2 separate regions of the Oryctolagus cuniculus genome follow, and region 2 is linked to region 1. Evidence: chromatin contacts called from public Micro-C data. All regions are on one chromosome and are shown on one strand. Each heading gives the region's core, a stretch centred on a gene start, on an enhancer-like site or on the middle of the called end of the contact. The rest is flanking DNA. Distances are from core to core; before and after follow the strand shown. Region 1 holds the start of SGSM2 (small G protein signaling modulator 2). Region 2 overlaps MNT (MAX network transcriptional repressor).

The links. Hi-C and Micro-C count contacts between places; a contact is called where the count stands out from the background.
Region 2: a Micro-C map of ear pinna shows a contact between it and region 1, with 3 times the contacts expected there. The contact joins the enhancer-like site here to the promoter of SGSM2 in region 1. A contact is called at or near these places in 2 of 6 Hi-C or Micro-C datasets (ear pinna and skin fibroblasts).

The regions. Positions count from the first base shown.
Region 1 is chr17:47,832,157-47,839,138 of mOryCun1.1, reverse strand. SGSM2 (small G protein signaling modulator 2) reads right to left here and starts at 2,383. Exons shown (of 23, transcript XM_051824504.2): 1 at 2,072-2,383. The coding sequence starts at 2,128. It overlaps TSR1 (TSR1 ribosome maturation factor), which reads left to right and starts at 2,564. Exons shown (of 15, transcript XM_008270915.4): 1 at 2,564-3,451; 2 at 3,644-3,747; 3 at 4,320-4,539; 4 at 4,650-4,784; 5 at 5,157-5,581; 6 at 6,647-6,806. The coding sequence starts at 3,355. It overlaps SRR (serine racemase), which reads right to left. Exons shown (of 9, transcript XM_070061202.1): 9 at 5,597-5,850. The coding sequence ends at 5,710.
Region 2 is chr17:47,879,779-47,885,911 of mOryCun1.1, reverse strand. MNT (MAX network transcriptional repressor) reads left to right here. Exons shown (of 6, transcript XM_002718875.5): 2 at 1,601-2,180; 3 at 2,695-2,736; 4 at 2,867-2,978. Among named protein-coding and RNA genes, the nearest start is that of MNT, 7.1 kb to the left of the region's middle. Within about 2 kb of position 3,396, at least 7 of the 8 cell types and tissues checked have an H3K27ac peak or open chromatin away from gene starts, as enhancers often do. A contact at or near this core is called in ear pinna, where this site is marked.

The sequences.
Region 1 (6,982 bases), core at 1,134-3,633:
AAGCTTTCCAGATGGGGCTGGTGCCTGCTTGCCTATATCCCATAAGGGCGCAGGTTAGAGGCCCAGCCGCTCCACTTCCAATCCAGCTCCCTGCTAACGTGCCTGGGAAAGCAGCAAAGGATAGCCCAAGTGCTTGGGCCCCTGTACCCACGTGGGTGACTTGGAAGAAGTTCCTGGCTCCTGGCTTTGGATTGGCCTGGCTCCAGCCACTGGGAGTGACTGAAACCAAACATATCACAACTAAAGACTTGGCAGGCATCTGAAGCAGGCTGGTGGAACAGACATCGGGGTTAGGAGGACCTACCCATGCTCCTAGGATTACACCAGGGGTCCTTCCTGAAAGGCCATCATTGCCTAGTTATGTCCATTGTCCCTTCTCGTAGGAGAGGAAAGGATATGTTTCTTTGGAAATCAAGAGCTGAAAGGGGAGTGCAGAACAGGATGACCCTTTCAGGTAGGATGCACAGCTCTGTTATATTCTGTACATCTGCCACCCCCTCCCTCAGGAGTCATTCTTAGGTGGCACAGAGAACCTTCTGAGTACTGTAGGAAAAGCAATGTCTTCTCAAAAATCTCTCCCATTCTTCTTGACAGACCCCCAAATTTGGATCACACCAATAATCTTAGCACATTTGTCTACAGTTGGGGTCTTGGGACTCTTCTGTGTTTACACTCTCCCTCCTAAGTCTCCATTAGTACACTGCATCCTTTCTGAGGCTAATCACTGAGATCTCTCTTTCCCTTGGGGAGACCAGAGTTGGCGCTTAAATGCTCACTTGATACATCATTGGCCTCAGAAGCCATTCCTTGGCTATTTCACAGCAAAACCATAAGGAAGCTTCTCACACAAGCTGGAGAGGTGACAGCTTCAATTATGGACGAATATTTGACAGTGGAGGGGAAAGGGAACAAATGCAGGACACGGGAGCCAGGTCATGGTTTACGTAGAACCATCTTGAGCTTCCCAGGATTTTTATCAGAATCCAGAGCCTTCTCCAATCCTGAAATTCTAAGAATGGGTAAAGGACCCAATACGGTAAATTCTTATACATGAGGTTGAGAGCCTTATTACTATTTCAGAGATGAGAGCCTTATTACTACTCAGAGATTAAGTAACTTCTAAGTTCACACTATCCCAAAATTTGTGCTTTCCCACCAGGCCTTGCAGTCCCAAGATCACCCAGTGTCACTGACAGATACAGAGGGCAAAACAGATGGGTTCCCTTTCTCAGGGTTCTGACACATCTGGCAGATGATGGCCACAGAGGCAGGTGGGGGAGGGCGTCCAATTCATTCTGATCTATTCCTCAGGGTTTGAGCTTTCCAGCTCTCAAGCCCTGGTGAGTCATTCCTATGGGCAGCCCCTGCCCCCATCCCCACGGAAACCGAAATGGGCTCCTGGGCAGGGTCAAAGGAAAGGGGTTAGTGGAGGAAAGCATGTTTCTTTCTGACGTGGGGGGCTTCCCTCAAAAAGAAAGAAAGAAACAGAGTCTTAAGAAACCATTCTCAAGAAAACACACCCGGGTCGCTGGGGAAGCAGGTGGGCGTGGAGGGAGAAACAGGGAGGTGTGCGGAGAACCCTCCGGCAGCCACGACTCAGTTGCCAGAGCGATGCGAGAAAGGGGTGGAGGACGAGGGGCGCTAAGCCCCCTGAAAGCGCTCTCAGTGCCGCCGGGCGGCCGCGCGCGGCCCCGCCCCCTCCCCAGGAGGCGCGGGCAGTGAATGGGCAGCTGCGGTTCTCCAGAAATCGCTACCACCCCTCCCCCGACCTCGGTCTCCCGGCACTGCTGCCGTCACGGGGCGGAGAGCCGCGGGACCGCGAAGCAAACAAGCCCCGGAGCATCGGCTCAGCCCCTGCGGCCGAGGGGCGCTGACCCCCGATCTGCTAGAAGGGACGGCGTCGCGGCCCGCCCAGGACCCCGCCTCCGCCCGGCCCGGGCCCTGCCGGTGGGCGCCCGCGCGGGAGGGTGCGCGCTCCGACCTTTCAGCCCCTCGGGACCTGGCGCGAGACCCTCGGAGTCCCTGCCCCCCACCCCCGGCCCCGGGCGGGGGGTCCTCGCCCCGACTTTACCTCCTTTTTCACGTTCCACAGCAGTTTCTCTTTGACTGCGTCCTCCGCGCTGCCCATGGTGCGGCGACTGGCGGGGAGGCGGCGCCGAGCGGCCCCTCAAGCCCCCCGCGTGCCCTCTCCGCCTCCGCGCCACTCGGCTCAGCGCCCCACACGACAGGCAGAGCCCCCGCCCGCCGCGCTCCCCGCCCGCCGCCGCCGCCGCAGCCACTGCCAGGTGCTGGGCTCCGCAGCCATCTTCCGAGCCCCGCACAGACGTCAGGCGGCAGGCCCGCCCCTTCCCACAGCTGGGGGCGGGGGAGGGGGAGGTCGGGACCGGAGGAGGCTGCGTGCCTGGGGGCGGCGGGGCCGGGCGCGTGCCGCCGGGGCCGCTGTCATGGCAACGCGCCCGCTCCCGCCTCGAGGGCGCGGACCCGCATTGTGAGCGTCCGCCGCCGCCGGCGCCTCACGGCACCGGGGCACCCCGCGGCCCTGCGACTGAGGGGAGAGTGGCAGCTCGCGCCAGGGGTGGCTTCCCTCCAGCTAGAAGCTCCCTATCCTCTCCCTGCTCGTTCTTCCGACGGGAGGAGAACAGGGAGCTGGTAGGGCCCGAGTGCCCACGGGGAAGCCAGCGTTCTTCGCCTGGCCCCGGTGTCTTCAGTCGCGAGGAAGTGGGAGCGCTGAGGGCTCGAGGGTCTGTCCCCCTCGGGGTCGCCATGTTGGCTATGGCCCCACTGGCGTTTTTATGTGGGAGGTGGGGGCGTGGGCTGGAGCAACGGGGACGGCGGAGACTCGGAGGCAGCTACTGAGAGCGAAAGCAGCGCCTTGCACGAGATTCGCCTCAGAACTGCAAGGCCGTTGAGGGAGAGGAGAGGTTGCTCGAAGTGGTAAAGAACACCTGCTGTTGCAAATTGAAGAGCGGCAGCGTGCCTGGAAATACGGGAGAGGATGCGCTTAGGCCTCCCGCACCAAGGGACTCTTCATTCATCTTCCTACGTGATGCAACGTTATGGCGCAAAAAGTGAAAACACAGGGGAGCAAATACAGCCCCCCTGAACCGACAGCTTACATCCGCGGCTCTGAAGCCCCCAACCGCAGACTGCGGCGTGGGGAAAGTTTCCACAGCCGCTTTGCTGAGAGCCGGTTGAGAGCCTGGTGGGAAAGACCCCAGCGACAGGACGCGTGAGCCCCGCCCCTGCCCCGCCTCGCCCCGGAGAGGACCCGCCCCCGCCCCGCCCCCGAGGGGGACACCGGAAGCACTTGAGCTGGCCCGGAAGTAGTGCTGGCGGGCGCACGTGAACCGCGGCATGGCGGCTCACCGCTCGGGCCCTCTCAAGCAGCAGAATAAAGCCCATAAAGGCGGGCGGCATCGTGGCCGGGGGTCCGCACAGCGGGACAACAAGGGTGAGAACTTAGGGTGGGAATAAGAAGGACTGTTTTGTCTCTATTAAGTGCTTTTCCCCTTGCTCGGACTGAGCTGCTGATTTCGGCCTGGGCCCCTCTCGCGGAAGGCCCTTTCCTAAGCGGTGGAGAAGGGAACCCGTTGTTGTTTTTTCTGGCGCAGAGCTCAACAACCCCTTCTGGTCTGCCCTGCAGGCCGTCTAGCACTGAAAGTCATATGTAAGAAGGCGAGGAAAGAGCTCAGCAGAGTCGACCAGAGGCATCGCGCCAGCCAGCTCCGAAAGCAGAAGAAGGAGGCGGTGAGAGGCACTGGGGTTGGGAGATGATACCGCTCCCCTTCTTGATAAAGATTTATTTTATTTGAAAGGCAGAGTTAGACGGGGTGAGACAGATCCGCTGGTTCACTCCCCAGAGGGCCACAATAGCCAGGGCTGGGCCAGTCCAAAGCCAGGAGCCAGAAGCTTCATCTGGATCTCCCAACATGGGTGGCAGGAGCCCAGGCGCTTGGGCCGGAAGTGGAGCAACCAGGAACCCTTGCCTATATGGGATGCTGGCATGGCAGGCAGTGGCATTACCCACTAGCCTGCAGTGCCCCCCAGAAATGATACCCTTCTAGGCCTTGAACTAGAAAATGTGACCCAGGAAAGCGGCCAGGGACAGAGAATGACCCTAAAGCACATGTCGGATGTCCAGGCCTGGCTTGGTGCTAGAGTATTTTTTGCTTGGGTTGAAGCTCCTGCCACCCCTTCCCTGGCATACATGTGACCATTAATGAGGGATCTAGTTGGGGTGAGGGTATCTGCACTGTTAGAAGTGCAATACTGGAGCGAAATAGAGGGATTGAGATGTTCTCTGGTCTTTCTGTTATCAGGTTCTGGCAGAGAAGAGACACCTAGGCAGCAAAGATGGCCCTCCTCATCAAGTCTTGGTGGTGCCTCTGCACAATAGGGTTTCCTTGTCAGAGGCCTTTCGTCTGCTTCAGGACACGGACACTGGAACAGTCCACTTGAATGTATGGGGCAGCACCCAAAGTTTTATGCTGCTATGTCCACGGTTGAAACACCGGTGGTTTTTCACATCTGCAAGGCCAGGTTAGAGTACCCAGTGTTTTTTTTTTTTCCTTAGGTGTGAGTAATGGTCATGTATTTTGAACACGACGTGTTGGTGCCAATCATCTCCTCTTCCTGTTTTCCATCTCCAGGGGATCTGCATACTGTGTTAGATATGGCCAAAGTAGCGGACACCATCGTGTTCCTCCTTGATCCTCTAGAAGGCTGGGACAACACTGGGGATTACTGTCTTTCCTGCCTCTTTGCTCAGGGCCTCCCCACTTACAGTAAGTGAGTTGGAGTAGTGTCTATTAGGGAATTAATTAGCACTTACTGCGCAGTTATACTAAGCATTATTGGCATTTGATACAGGGATACTGATGGATTTTATTTAGCTGGTGGTGTAACATACATGTGCAGATTAAACTTGTCCATTATTTACAAATCATCAAAGTTTTAGTTTTTTGAAATCTCTGGGCTATTTGCTGACCAGAGGAAGAAGAAAAGTTTTGTTTCAGTGTGACATTTCTTTAGGATAGCCAAGTGTTGGTTTTCCTGGTAATCCGTGGGCTCGCAGTTGAACTGTTAGATTGTGCGACCTAGGGGCTTTTCATGTAGGGAAGCAATAGGTCATAAAAGCCTTTCTCTTTTGCTTACAGCACTAGCTGTCCAGGGGGTTTCTGGCCTTCCACCGAAGAAACAAATAGATGCCAGAAAGAAGCTAAGTAAAGCAGTGGAGAAGCGCTTTCCTGATGACAAACTCCTCCTGTTAGACACTCAGCAGGAGGCAGGGATGCTGCTGAGGCAGTTGGCTAACCAGAAGCAGCGGCATCTTGCATTTCGAGATCGGCGGGCCTACCTGTTTGCCCACACTGCTGATTTTGTGGCTAGTGAAGAGAATAACTTGGTGGGCACCCTGAAACTCTCAGGCTATGTTCGTGGGCAGGCTCTGAATGTAAATAGCTTGCTACATATTGTTGGACATGGTGATTTCCAGATGAAACAGATAGACGCCCCCACGGACCCTTTTCCTTTAAATACTAGAGTGATTAAACCCCAAAAGGACCCAGGCATGGCGATGGAGGTAAGATTGATGTTCTTTTTTTTTTTTTTTAAGATTTATTTATTTATTCAAAAGTCAGAGTTAACACAGAGAGAGGAAGAGGGAGAGAGAGAGAGAGAGAGAGAGAGAGAGGTCTTCCATCTGCTTGTTCACTCCCCAATTGGCCACAATGGCTGGAGCTGCGCTGATCTGAAGCCAGGAGCCAGGAGCTTCTTCTGGTCTCCCATGCAGGTGCAGGGGCTCAAGGACTTGGGCCATCTTCTACTGCTTTCCCAGGCCATAGCAGAGAGCTGGATCAGAAGTGGAACACAGGGGCTAGAACTGGGCGCCCATATGGGATGCCAGCGCTTCAGGCCAGGGCGTTAACCTGCTGCACCACAGCGCCAGCCCAAGGTTGATGTTCTTAAAGATTTGTTCTTGCAGATTTGTATGTAAGTTGGCATGGAATGGAAACTTGAATTTAGAGAAGGCAGTCTCTCAAGCCAATGAGGAGATTACTAGTTGGAGTATGGCAGCAACAATCAGCTCTAGATACGTTAAGTCAGACATGTTTCCAGTACTTTCTAGGTACCCTGCTGCTGGCTCTGTGTTTATAAAAGACTCAAGGTGTGGTTACTTTCCTTAGAGAATTTAATTGGGTCAGAAAAACATGACAAACACCTTTGAAGTACAGACTGCGAGAGTCTATGGTTAAGTTAGAGAAATGCCGTAGGAACTGGGAAAATAAATTGGCAAGCTTTACTGAAGAGATCCAGCTTGAGCCACGTGTGTAATTTATGAGTTGAAAAGATCAAAGAATATGCTAGAAAATAGAAACAATATCAGAACTAGGCACGGTGATGGGTCAGAGGGTTTCTTTTTGAATTCTAAAGAAATCAGCTTAATAATACCTCACAAACAAGTGAGGTATAAACAAGTGGGAGTAGGACCAGATTAAGAAAGGCCTCAAGAGCCAGGCAGTAATACGACTTAAAATGCCATAAAGCAGCCATCTGGAAAACGTTGACAGATTTTGGCTTTCTGTTTTATCCATCTTCTGGTTTAGTGGGTTTTGGGTTAATGTTTGACCATTTGATTGGTTTTCAGATTTGTGCTATGGATGCTGTAACTGATATGGAAGAAGACATTAAAGTCCTAATGAAGGCAGACCCTGAGAAACAGGAATCTTTGCAAACAGAGGTTATCCCAGATCCAATGGAAGGGGAGCAGACTTGGCCTACTGAGGAGGAGCTAAGGGAAGCAAATGGTTGGTATTGGCAGGTTACTTACCTGATGAGGGATTGTGGATTTTGTCTAGCTGCTCACTGTGAAGATCCCATAGGGTGGAGCGGAATACAGGTATACTTGAGGGTATGTCATGTCCTCTCATCCCTAAATGTTGTGTGTTTGCATTAAGCAAACATTAGACACAGATTTGTTCCA
Region 2 (6,133 bases), core at 2,147-4,646, 46 kb before region 1:
AGTAAAGCAGAAATAAATTTTTAAAAATAAAATATGAGAATATGGGGTTTGACTTCAGTCTGGGTTCTCAGAGCACCTGTGCTTGGGACGTGGGGCCCTGTCTGTCCTCTGCCTGTGTATGGTGGAGCAGTGGCCCCAAGGCTAATGAAAGTTTGGGTCTTAAGTCAGTCAAAGGAATGGAGATGGGGGCTGTGTGGGGCTCTGAGTTTGAGGACCTCACCTGGGGGGCAGGGGGAGAGCAGGGTGGGAGAGCAGACAGGGTGTCCCAGCTGGGCCTGAGAAGGGCTTTGTAGCTGGAACTCAGCTGGCTTCTGTGCCATTGTGGTTTGTGGGGAGCTGGAGTGCAGAGAGCTGGTTTTCTGTGTGGCTGTCAGCATGCCTGTGCCGGGGGCAGGGAGGGAGGAGGCCCGGCATTTCTCCTTCCTGCAGGCCAGGGGGGACACGGAAGAGGCCTCCTGACTGGCCAGCCCCTGGACTGCTGGAAACCGCCGAGCGCCCCCCCTCCGGACCTTCCCCCTCCACTTCCTCCTTTGCCTCTTCTCCTTTGCAGCAGGGAGGGGCTGGGAGCAGGGTTGGCTCACTCTCAAGTTGTTGATTGGCCAGAGGGCCCCAAGGACTCAGGTCTGCTGGGGCCTCTGAGCCAGTCAGACTTGTGGGGGGGCAGTGATGCGCTCCCACCTGTTTGGGGTGTGTCTCCCGGCCTGTTAGTCAGCAGAGGGTGAGGGCTGGCCTGGGGGCTACAGACCAGGGGCACGCAGGGTGCAGCTGCCTGCTCTTGCCCTGTCTGATCCCCAGGAAAAAGCCCAGCTTCTGTCCACCTCTTTCTCCAGTCTGCACTGGAAATGGTGGGCACAGGAGGCAGGGGCTGGAGAGAAATGAGTTCTAGCATGAGAAGGGGCAGGCGGGAGCCAAGTGTGTGTGTGTTTTGAGCGATTCGCTGAAGAAAGCAGGCCTTGAACCCTAGCCTGGGAGTGGGCAGTGCGTGCCTGTGATGTGGGCTCTTGCGAGCACCCAGGCAGAAGGGAATGGATGTGAGAAGACTCCTAGTGAGGAGGTGTTGACCCAGCAAGGACAGGGCATCCGCTACAGCGTCAGGAGATTTGCTGTGTGACCTTCAACGGGTCACTGTGCCTCTCTGGGTTTCACTGCTTCTGTCTGTGAGACGAAGGCCCCGCCTGCCCTCCAGCAGATACTGGCTTCCAAAGAAGCCTCCATTGTCCTGTGGTTACCGAAGTCTTTTGTGCGCCCATCTCTGCCCAGCTCCGCAGCTTCCTCAGCTGTCTCTGGTCTCCGCAGCCCTGTTGCTTCCGACTCTTCCCTGCTCACCCCTGCACCTCCAGGCTGCCCTGCCTGCTGCAGGTCTCTGGCAGGCCCTGCTCGGCCTTGCGGCCACTCGGTCCTTGCCCCGCTGAGTGGTTCTGTCATTGTGCGTCCTCCTGCCCCTGCCCCGGACTGTGAGCCCCCAGGGGCAGGCACAGGGGTCACTGAGAGCTGTCTGGGCGGGTCCAAGGATGGCTTAGGGCCAGAGGACAGGTGAGGCTGGGGCCCAGGTCCACTGGCCCTGCTGAGACACCCCCTCCTCCCCGTGTTCTCTGCATAGAGGAGCAGGAGCGGCTTCGCTTGGAGCGGGAACGAGAGCAGGAGCAGAAGAAAACCAGTAGCCTGACCAGGCTGGCCCATGCCCTGCCTCTGGAGGAGCCCCGCGTGGAGGCGCCACCACTGCCTCTGTCGCCCCCAGCACCTCCGCCGGCACCCCCTCCTCCACTGGCCACTCCCACCCCACTCACTGTCATTCCTATTCCTGTAGTGACCAACTCCCCTCAGGCGCTGCCCCCACCCCCACCACTGCCACCCCCAGCCCAGCCTCTGCCCCTGGCGCCTCGCCAGCCAGCCCTGGTGGGCACCCCTGGACTCAGCATTAAGGAGCCAGCACCCTTGCCCACCAGGCCACAGGTGCCCACCCCCACACCCCTGCTGCCTGACTCAAAGACCACAGTCCCACCCACCGGCAGTCCCAAACCTCTGCAGCCCCTCCCCACACCCATCCTGACCATAGCACCACACCCTGGCGTCCAGCCTCAGCTGGCCCCCCAGCAGCCACCCCCAACCACCCTCGGGACCCTGAAGCTGGCACCAGCTGAAGAAGTCAAATCCAGCGAACAGAAGAAGAGGCCCGGGGGGTGAGTGAGGGGTGGCAGTCAGGGCTGGGGGGCTGGAGAGGAGCGCGCAAGAGAAGGGGCCCTGCCACGCTAGCCATCCGGAGGCCAGCCCCACCTGCCCGCCGCCTTCTCACTGTGTCTCTAGCTGGGAGTCAACTGCCGATGTCCTCTGACCCCTGCCACGCTGGGGTTGGTTTATGACATTTCCAAGCCTTTAGACCGAGTATTGGATTGTGGGCCCTTTGGATAAGGACTGGGGTCACTGGCAGCTTCTCTGAGGCCCAGGAGCCCTCCTGTGGCCTTGTGGTTGGGTGCGTGGGATGGAGGGTTCCAAGGGTTGGGGATTCTGAGCAAAGATGCGCCTTCCGGGGGTGGAGGATGCCAACATCTGCCACCTCTGCTTCTACAGAGAGAATGTTGGGGACAAAATGCCTGCCGCTCATGGGGGTTGGCGGCGGGGTAGGGGTGGGGTGGAGGTCCGGAAGGCCGCCTAATGCGTCCTCCTCCCTGATCCTCCTGTCTGCCTGGGTTTCAGGATCGGAACCAGAGAAGTCCACAACAAACTGGAGAAGAACAGGTGTGTGTACGCGCGTGCGTGTGTGCCCCGCCCGCTCCTGGTCCCCTCAGGCTTGCCCTCTGTGCGCGCCCCAGCCCAGGCCTCTCCAGGCCCCTCGGCGCTGGCTGACCCCCTGGCTCCCTCTCCCCAGGAGGGCCCATCTGAAGGAATGCTTTGAGACCCTGAAGCGTAACATCCCCAACGTGGACGACAAGAAGACGTCGAATCTGAGCGTGCTTCGGACGGCGCTGCGGTACATCCAGGTACGGGGGAGGGGAGCGGCCGCGCGCAGGGCGCCAGCTTCCTCCCCACCTCGCTGCGGCTGCGGCCCCGCCCCGCCCTCCCGCTCCGCCGGCTCCCCCGCCCGCCTCCACGCGGGCGCTGAGCACATGGCCCGGTGACGTCAGCGGGGCTCCCTGCCCGGGAGGGGGCGGGCGGAGGGCGCGCGTGCGCGGGGCGGCGGCGGCGGCGCTTCCCTCCCCTGCGCGCGCGCCCTGGCGTCCCCGAGGCTTGCAGCGCGCGCTCTGCGGTCTCGCTCAGTGTGGAACCCGAGGCCGACCCCCTCTCTGGGCGCCTCCCCGCGGACTCAGCCTGTGTGTGGGGGTGGGAGGGGGCCCAGGGCGTGGTCTCCGTTCTCACTGCGGGCCTGAAGCGCCCCGCTTCGACTCCTGAGCGGGTTACTACCCTCTGGGCGCGCGCCCAGGATTGGGGTTGGAATGCGGTCGTCTGAGTGGGTGATGAGTAGCTCCAGAGCCACCGAGCCTTACAAAATTCCGCCTCCCTCCCTCTCGGTTTATACAACGGTGTCTCTCAGGGGCCCCCCGAGCCGCGCGTCCCCTCCCTCAGCGCGCCGGCTCCCTCCGGCCCTGCCAGATAAGACCGTTGCCATGGCGGCCGGAGTTTCGGTTTCCCTGGAAACCAGCGGAGGGCTCCGCGCGTCGGGAGGCTGTGGGGGATGGGGCGGGCGGCCTCGGCCGGCTTCCGCGGAGCCGTTGGGGAAGGGGAGGGACTTCGGGCTCCCTGCCGCGTCGCGGGCGGGGGCGGGATGAGCCTCGGGGTCTCCCCGTCGGCTCCCCTCGGGGAGCTCTGGGTGCTGGGAGGCGTCACGGCCCCCGCGGGGGAGTGGCTAGGAGGGCCGGCCCGACGAGGAGCCCGAGACGGGGCGCCGCCCCTCCCCCGGCTTCGACTGCGGGGTCACAGCCCTGAAGTAACCGGAGCCTGACTTGCTGGGGGGGCGGAGGCACCGCTTCGCCGTGGCGCCCGGCCGCGGTGCCCTCCCTGCCCCGCGCGATCGCGCGCTTTTCCGCCCGCCTGGCCGAGGGGGAGGGGCTGGCGCGTCTCCAGGCTGCTTCCCGGCAGCCGGCAGGGGCGGGACCAGGACGCGGGTTGGCCGGGTTGGCCGGGGGCGGGGCCCCAGAGCGCGCGCGGCGGGGCGGGGGGAGGGTGCGACGGGCGGGCAGTGACGCAGCAAAGCCGGTCCGCGTGGGTGCGCGCGTGCTCCGGGGGGCGGGGCCTCCGGGCTGCGGAGGCTCCGCAGGAGGCTGAGAGAGCCTGACTGGCTTATTTCTGGAGTAGTTTTTGCAGAATTTGGGCTTGGGTGTAGGTTACTGGTCCTTTTGCAGTACTGTCTCGAGCAAATCTCAGCCCACGTGCTATGATGCTTTCTATGCATATCCGGCTTACTCTCCTATAGGATGATATTAAATAGGAAAAAGTAATAATGTGTTCGTCATGGGGATGTTGGGAGGGTTAATTGAGATCGCCTCTGCAAATGATTCTTAGCAGTTCAAACATGACACGGAAGCCGCAGAATGAAGCCGAGTAGGCAGTGGGGTGGACGCCAGGCTGGCTGTAGGACGATCCTGGTGCTGGATTGGAAGCAGAGGCAGTCGGAGATCACGAGACTGAGCCCTCTGTTTTGCTTTAGCCAGGTCCTGGATCTAAGAATACAGTTCAGAGCAAAGAAAAGTGGGTCACCGACCGTCTGCGTGGGTTTGGTTTTGTGGTGGATTATAAACAAGCAGACTTGCAGGGTTCCGTGCTATGAGGGCGGAATAGACGCAGGGGTGGCAAGACCTGTGCTGGGGAGTTAGGGAAGCTGCAGGTCATCAGAGTGAGCCAGGCTCAGTGGAGGGCAGAGAGCCCAGCGCGGGGCCCACGCGTCTCCAGGAGGGAGCAGGGTGCAGTTTTGGAAGTACAGTATGGTCGGGAGCGTTGCCCTGTGGGGGTGGGGACAGCAGGTGTGGAAGCTGCGGGAAGGCCTCCAGCCAGACTCCTGAGTGCCCTGGGGGGCAGGGCTGAAACATCTGAAGACAGCCATGGTGAAGTGGACAGAGGCCAGAGGGTGTGTCCAGGTAGCTGGAAAAGGAAATGGGTTTAATTTGAAGCACAGTGGACTGAAGTTGGGGTCAGGGGAAAGTTTCTGGGGTCTGTAGACTGGTGGAGAACAGAACTAGGTGAGAAGAGGAGGTTTGGCCCCTGGTTCTCGGCTCCCAGGCCCCCGCATGGCCTGCCCTCCGGGGGGCAGCAGCCAGGTTGAAGGAGCGCTGACTCCCTGGGGCCTGGTGTGATGTCGCCACACGTGTGTGTGTGTGAAGGGGAGAGCAGGTCTTTCCCACTCTACCTTTCTGGCAGCAGTATGGGGAGAAGAGGAGATGCGGGTTAAACTCAAAGCCAGGGTGACAGATGAGGCCAGGCCAGAGCAAGGCTCTCTCTGGGCACATGGCTTGAGGTGTCTTTCACTGGAGGGTTTGGGCCAGGGTTTGGAGCCCAGTCAGGAAATGCTTTGGCAGTGTGGGCAGAACTACCCCTAGGGAGTACTGGGAGAGGGGAGGACACTCCAGTATATTGGGTGCTGGGAGGGAGAGCAGCTACGGGACAGGCAGGGAGGTGCCGAGTTCCACACCTAGCCCTGGGCTCGTAAGCCTTGGAGGGGGGCAGGGACCAAGGGTGCAGACAAGAACTTCCTGGGTACAGTCCACACCCCCATGTGCAGGTTGGACAGGGAGCGGGGACAGGATGTATTGGGAGGGAATCAGAACATACCCAGGGGACGGCTCAGTAGTCACACAGTCAGTGGTGGGTGAAGTGCCATCTCAGCCCCTCCTTGTTGTAAGGGCTCCGGGCACAGCAGCCATGGCGCCTGCGTGCTGTATCCGAGTACCCAGTTTAAATCTGGGCTTCTGATCCAGCTTCCTGCTAATGTGCAGCCTGTGCTTGGGGTCAAGTACTTGGGTCCCTGCCACCTGTGTGGTAGACCCAGAAAGAGTCCTGGGCTCCTGGCTTCAGCCTGGCCAGCCTGGCAGTGTGGGCATTTGGATAGTGAATCAATAGATAGACTCTCTGCATCTCTGCTTTTTAAATAAATTAATATTTTAAGATTTTATTTATTTACTTTTTGACAGGCAGAGTTAGACAG